2 separate regions of the Anas platyrhynchos genome follow, and region 2 is linked to region 1. A link is a contact called in public Hi-C data. All regions are on one chromosome and are shown on one strand. The core of a region is the stretch at or near the end of the contact, and the rest is flanking DNA. Distances in the headings are between cores, read along the strand shown. Region 1 holds the start of MAD2L2 (mitotic arrest deficient 2 like 2). Region 2 overlaps LOC113839717 (a long non-coding RNA gene).

Evidence for each region. Hi-C and Micro-C count contacts between places; a contact is called where the count stands out from the background.
Region 2: a contact with region 1 is called in a Hi-C map of skeletal muscle, with 5 times the contacts expected there. The contact joins the enhancer-like site here to the promoter of MAD2L2 in region 1. A contact is called at or near these places in 5 of 8 Hi-C or Micro-C datasets (F1 follicle, liver, skeletal muscle and 1 more).

Annotation. Positions count from the first base shown.
Region 1 is chr22:5,243,850-5,246,848 of IASCAAS_PekinDuck_T2T, forward strand. MAD2L2 (mitotic arrest deficient 2 like 2) reads right to left here and starts at 1,379. Exons shown (of 9, transcript XM_072026979.1): 1 at 1,124-1,379. DRAXIN (dorsal inhibitory axon guidance protein) reads left to right here and starts at 1,882. Exons shown (of 7, transcript XM_027443083.3): 1 at 1,882-2,037.
Region 2 is chr22:5,347,323-5,350,644 of IASCAAS_PekinDuck_T2T, forward strand. The region is part of intron 2 of LOC113839717 (a long non-coding RNA gene); the gene reads left to right. Among named protein-coding and RNA genes, the nearest start is that of KIAA2013, 34 kb to the right of the region's middle. Within about 2 kb of position 1,974, at least 1 of the 8 cell types and tissues checked has an H3K27ac peak or open chromatin away from gene starts, as enhancers often do.

The DNA of each region.
Region 1 (2,999 bases), core at 129-2,628:
TTATTTAAAAGCCACATAAATGTTCTAGTAACATATTAGAACATACCCCTTTTCTAGGCTCTGTATCCTCTTATAGCACAAGATCTCAGTTTTATGGAGTTATTCTCACACCACCACAAAATATTCAGGTCAGGATCTGCACCTTCCACCTACCCAACCCAGGTACCCATCTGCTATGCACTAACAACAGCCTCGGAGCCTCTCTCAAACCCCAAGGAATACAAACCCTGCACAGCCATATAATTAATTTGGCATTTGTCCTGCAGGAATTTGTGACAAGGGCAGCACATCAGTAGCCAACACGAGTATCATGTACCAACAATCAATCAGCAGATGCTGGGGCTCAACTTTCCAACAGTTTGTTATACACCGCCGTCAGGACCTGACATGTTTCAGGCTATAACGCGGATAATTTCCTATCACAATTTTTAGTGCGTTTCGTTATTTTAGTCATTCTCCATGCATGCAAACTCTAACCTACTCTAATCAGTAACTGATCGGAGCAACGCTGCCCCTAACAGACTTGCACCTATTCCTTTCAGTGTTTTTCCTTTTGATGCATTTCATTTCTTCACAGGGTCCCTTCCCAGCAGCAGCAGTCCCAGCTCCCCAGCATAACGCAGCGCACTGAGAGATGGCTACAGCAAGCAAGGAGCAGGCACTAGGCTGCCCGCACGTCCTTCACGATGCTTTTTGGGAGCCAGCAAACCCCTCAGAGACGAGATTCGGGAAAGAAAAGCGCAGCACAGGAGGCAGGAGCATCGCGTAATTGGCAATCTGTCATCTTGACAGCGCTGTCCTTTACGCAGGCTCCTGCACCAGCCCAGGGAAACGAGCACAGGCCTCCCGGATCAGGCTGCACCGCGCCCTGCCCCTTTCACGGCTTCGGAGGAGAAAAAGGAGAAGCCCAAAGGAGCCTTCCTCTCCTCTCCTCCTCCTCCTCCTCTCGGGGCCGGCCCCGCGGAGGACAAAGCCTCAGGGCACGCACGGCTACCGGGGGTACCCCGGTCTCGCCCTTTCCGAGCCTTTTTCCCACCTGCCTTTCTCCCTGCCTCCCCGCGCCCACGGTGCGAGGTGCCGCCGCTCCCCCCGAGCCCCCCCTGAGCCCCCAGCGGACCCCCACCGGGCTCCTACCGGGCTCGCAGCCGCCCGTTCCGCGCCGAGGAACCGCCGGTGCCCGCCAGCCCCGTGCCGCACCGTGCCCGGCGGAGGAGAGCGCGGTGCCGGTCAGCCCCGAGCCGCTCCGAGCCGTGCCGGGCCGAGGGGTGCCGGGTGCCCGGTGCCCTCCCCTCCCAGCCCAGCCCAGCCCCGGGCCGGGCCCCGCCGCTGCCCCGGTTCCCGCCGCCCGCCCCCGCCCGGTGCCCAGCGCTGCCGGCCGCGCGGCGGCGCGCGCCTGTGACGTCATGCGGCGGGCAGGTGGCGCGCCCCCTGGTGGCGGGAAAACCGGGAGGAGGGGCGCGGGGCTGCTCCCGCTGCCGGTCCCGGTCCCAAGCCCGGTCCCCGTCCCTTGTGTGTGGGGGGGGGGGGTCCTCGCGTCCCGCAGCTGCCCCCACCGCCGCTATGGGGCTGCAGGGAGCGGGGCCCGCCTGCCGCCCGCCCCCCGCTGCCCTAACGCCGGGATCCCCCTGCGGGGAGCGGGACAACCGGGCCGGCCCCCCCCCCCCGTGGCGACGGCGGGCAGGTGAGCGGGGCCCGGCCGGGGCTTCCCCGCCTTTGTCTCCGTCCTTTGTGTGCCCCGCTGCCGCCGGCAGCCCCCGCGCCCCTCCGCCTCCCTCGCACCATGGCCCCCGCACCGCGCACCCCCCCCTGCACCCCGCTCCCCCGGGATTCCCGGCGTCCCCGCTTCCTCCGCGCATTCCCCCACTGCCTCCCCCCCATCTCCATCGTCTCCTCCTCCTCCTCCTCCTCCTCCTGCCGGCTTTGCACACCCCCTGCCCCCCCCCGCAGACCCTCTCCCCTCCCCTCCCGCTGCACGCACAGCCCCTGCCGGCCCTGCCCTGCCTGCCGGGCTCGGCGCACGCCAGGAGCTGCGGACAGGTAGGCAGCGGGCTGCATGCTCCATGCTCCCCCGAGCTTTTTCTTTTTTTTTTTTTGTTTTTTTTTCCCCGTTGCTTTCTCAGGGATGGGGGGCGAGGGGAGGGCGGCACGTCCCCACTTTCCGTGCGCCCCGGAGGAGACAAAGGCCGGGGGGTCGGGGATCCCCATCCCCGCCGCCGGGATGCTCGCGGTGCCTCGGGTGGCGGCGGCATCGCGCGGGGCTGGGAGCCGGGGGGTTGGGGGACAACCGGGCACCCTCCCGAGGTGCGAGGTCCCTTCGGATGTGCCTATTGTCGCCGTGCCGGGCAGCAGCCTCCCGGTGCTCACTGTCCCGCTGCTTCGCTCGCCCTCGGGGCGCAGGATGCGCAGCGCCGTGCGCCTCCCTCCCGGCACGGCTGGGACACGGCTGGTCCCTGCCCTGGCACCAGAGGCACCGCCGTTTGCCTAGGTGGGTGCTGAGCTCCCCGGGGGTACGTCCTGGTTCGGAGCTGAGCAAAGTGGCCGAGGGGTGAGGGAAGCTTTTCCCCCGTCATTGTGTCTGCAAAACTGCGCGCCGAGCCCCTGAGTGCCCACGGGTTTGTTCTCCGCTCTTCCTCTGGTGATAAAAGTGAGATCTCGTTTCTGAATTAAATCAATTTGGCTTCCGTTAATGGCTTATTACAGCCGGTAATTCATCATGTAGGATTTAAGTGACATTTATCCAATTCACACCTGAAGTCTTCCGTCAACCGGAGGATTTAATGGAAATGGTTTTGTATTTCCATCTCCTCTCCCTTGCAGAAGGAGGCATTAATCCTACATGTTTTGGTTCAAAGTGAGAACGACACACAAGGAACAATGTTGAAAGCACAGTCTAACTGTTCTGCCACTTGGGGACGCGTCCACCGCTCCCCACGGTGAGGACTGGGCCAAACCTGCCCCTCTCCTCCCCGTCACACTGGCGGGTGCTTTCCAGCCGGGTG
Region 2 (3,322 bases), core at 724-3,223, 100 kb after region 1:
GTTCCTATTAGGGATGTTTCTGCCCCATCTCTGCAGGCTGCTATGAGAAAGCCGGGTCCTAAATTTGATAGCATGTGGCATGCTTAGATAGTGTCATTAGAGCACTGCCACGGTAACTCATTATCCTCCTCTTTCCTAGCTCAGTGACCCCTTTCAGTCTCCCCATCCTTCCCAATTGCTCAGGCCAACATTTCCTGGCTTGCTGCAGCTGACTGAAAGGGCAGTGACGCGTTTGTAGTGCTTTCGTCAAAAGGGGATCGCCAAATTCTTCATGGAAACTGGCACAACGGGGCCCCTCATTATAAGACATTAACATTTAGCTGTGGTATCCAAGCAATTCCCTGGTTGTTCCCCTCCTTTGCCCTGTCCTGAGTCTTTTAGTAGCTGAGCTTGGCTGGTAATTACCCAGCCGCAGGTGCTCTGCTTGCTCTTCTGGCACTTTACTGCCTTCAGCTTAGATTTTGTTGATAGCAAGGCCCTGTTGCAGGAGGGGGTGCGGGGGGATCTGCAGCCATAGCTCTCCTCACAGAAAAGGCAGTGGGCACAGAAACTACTGAGCTCACTTACCTGGTACAAAGCTGAATGTGTCCCCTGGATCTGTATCAGCACAATCCAGAGCAGAATTTGGTCCATTATCTGAAGGATGGCTAGGACTGTGTAGTGGAAGGAGCTCTGATCTCCCAATATCTTTGATAGCCTGTCTGTGGGGAATAACCCAAACGTGAACTTCCCTGGTGGGCAGGTCATCCTACAGTGGCCTACTGCATGCATTTCCTCTCTCTGCTAACGGCCTGGTAGGGCACCTTGGCAGAGTTAAAGCCTGGACTAGTTGGACTCTGGCTTCAATCCATCCTTCTACCTCAGTTTGCCCTGTTCCTTCACTGATCCAGCCAATGTTGCTGTCGCAGCCTTGAGGGCTCTCCTCAGGAGCCCTCATGTGAGGGATGTCAGCACAGGGGCATGAGGCAGACAGAACTCCTCAGCCTGCTCTGCAAGGTGTTGCAGGTCCTGAGCTCACGAATCCTGCAGCAAGGGTGTTACGTTAGCAAATTGGCAGAGCAGACTCATGTGTGACCAGGCTGGAAAATAGAGAGGGGATTTTTTGTCTCTACATCTATCCGAGAGGACACCTGGACAGAAAGCTGGTGGTATTGCCTCCAGTTTCACTCAGGTAGGGCAACTTCTCTCAAAAATGACTACCCAATGTTTCACCATAGAGTAAGAAGGGGGAGAATATTAATTCATCATAGGGAATAAAAATGACAGTATTCACATATTGATGTTGAAGAACATCTCTGCATTAATATACTACCTTTCTGCCCAACAACACTTCCTGAGGGACTGAAAAAGCCAGTAGGAGGGATTCTGTGCTGTCACTGCTCTTCTCTGGGGTCCCAGGAATGCATTTTGCCATTGCCTGATCTGACCTGCTCTCATTAATGCTCACTGATCTCTTTGATGAGGTGAGGCAGGGATATTTTCCTCTGTAACCCTCTGGGACGAGAAGGGGCCTGGGCCACTTGAGGATAAGGAGGGCAGCAGTCTGGCATTTCACAGCAGGTCATAGGTGGTTCTGCAGCATTGGGTTTTGATGGCAAAATTTTAATATTAGGTTTGTCAGGCACATTTATCACATTCAGCTGATGCTAATGAAGCCTAGCAGGGAAAGAACAGTGAGGGAGGGGATGATATAGCTGCAGACTGTACTCAGTGTTAGTCAAATGGCTGAGTGCTCTGCTCACTGCTGCTTGCTGGGAGAGAAGGTGGGCCCAATTCTGATCTCTGTGACAGCAGGAGTGGAAACAGAGCAGCCACATGAGACTTCTGTATCTGGCCTGTCGCTGCCAAGATTCAATTCTGATTCCTCTCATTATCTGCCAGTGTTGGTGCTTGGATGACATTAGAGAGAGAAGTGCAACATCCAGTGATTCATTGCTGGGTGTTCCTGGCCCCCTTTCAGTGATTCATCTCTCGAAGGAGCCTTTTCTTTGTGCATAAGGGCATTCTTAGGTTCAATGGTCATGCTGTGTGGCTTGGTTCTAAAGATCCCTGATTCTGCTCAGTGCTAGTGTTGCTGATGGTTATATCAATTTCTCTGTAAACTCTTTTGACATCTAGAAGCCAGCTGCTTTTTCCAATGTACTTTAAACACAGAGTCCCGTCCCGTCCCCCCCCCCCACTGGTGCAGCAGATGAAATCCTTAGTTCTCAAAGGAAAAAGTGGAGAAGGAATGGATTCAGCTGTAGATGTAAATAACAGTAGTAGAGCAGTGTAAAGTGGGTGAAGCATGAAAATGGCTGGAGACCAAGTATGAAAAACCCAGAAGTCTGTTAAAGGCTGTAATACTGGAGAAGTTTCTCAGATTAATCATGTCAGGATGACAGCAAGAAGGGAGGGGTTTTGTATTAGATAAATGTGAGAAGTTAGAAGGGGGGGTGAAGGTTAAGCAAACATTGTAGGAACAGCTGAAACAAACCTTCCAGGTTTTGGAGACACTGGTAAAATCAAAAACAATTCGGAAATGAGCTGAGGTTTTTGGAGCAATGGCACAAGGTTGGTGTGTGGTGAGCGGCAGATGCATAGAGAAGTATTCATGTTCCATAAGTCCTCATCCCAAACTGTTATTTTAGGCTTAGCTTCATCTCCAGGGAGATGAACAGAATCTTACTGGATAGTTGTTTTGGAAAGGTGGGGATGTCTACACAGGCAGGTTGTAAGTATTCACACTGCTTTCCTCCTCTTTGTTAGATACCTCTGATATTTAAACTGAGATCTAATTGGTATATATATTATTCCTTACTGTGGGGAGATGGCACGTTGAGTGGGAGCTACGTGAGATCTCTGTTGGTAAAATTCTTTGTGTGGCAAAGCATGCAGCTAAACCACAGCTGGAAGAAGAAAGGCTACTAAGGCATTAATCCCCAGTTCATGAGCTCTGACAGGAGGAAGAGAGGGAACCATTCCTGGACAGCATGGGCATTATATATCCCCAGTTATTTTGAGCACAGAGGGAGATTTCCCCAGCAAAACTGGACGACCAGTCTGGTGAGATCCCACCTAACCTCCTTACTTTGGGTTGTCTGTCTCCGTCATTACTGAGGTGTGTGGTGACCTCTTCTGGTGAATGCCTCAAAGTTCGATTAGAACAAGTTCAGGTTTAAAAAACTCAAACGAAACACACACAAACCAACCAAGCAAACAAATCCACCCCAGCAGATTAGAAACTTGAGAATTTTGGATAAAATGACCACTTCAGTCTGACTCATGAACAAACTACAGACAGTACCAGAAGAGGATGAGTGGCTCTATCACAAGCTTTAGC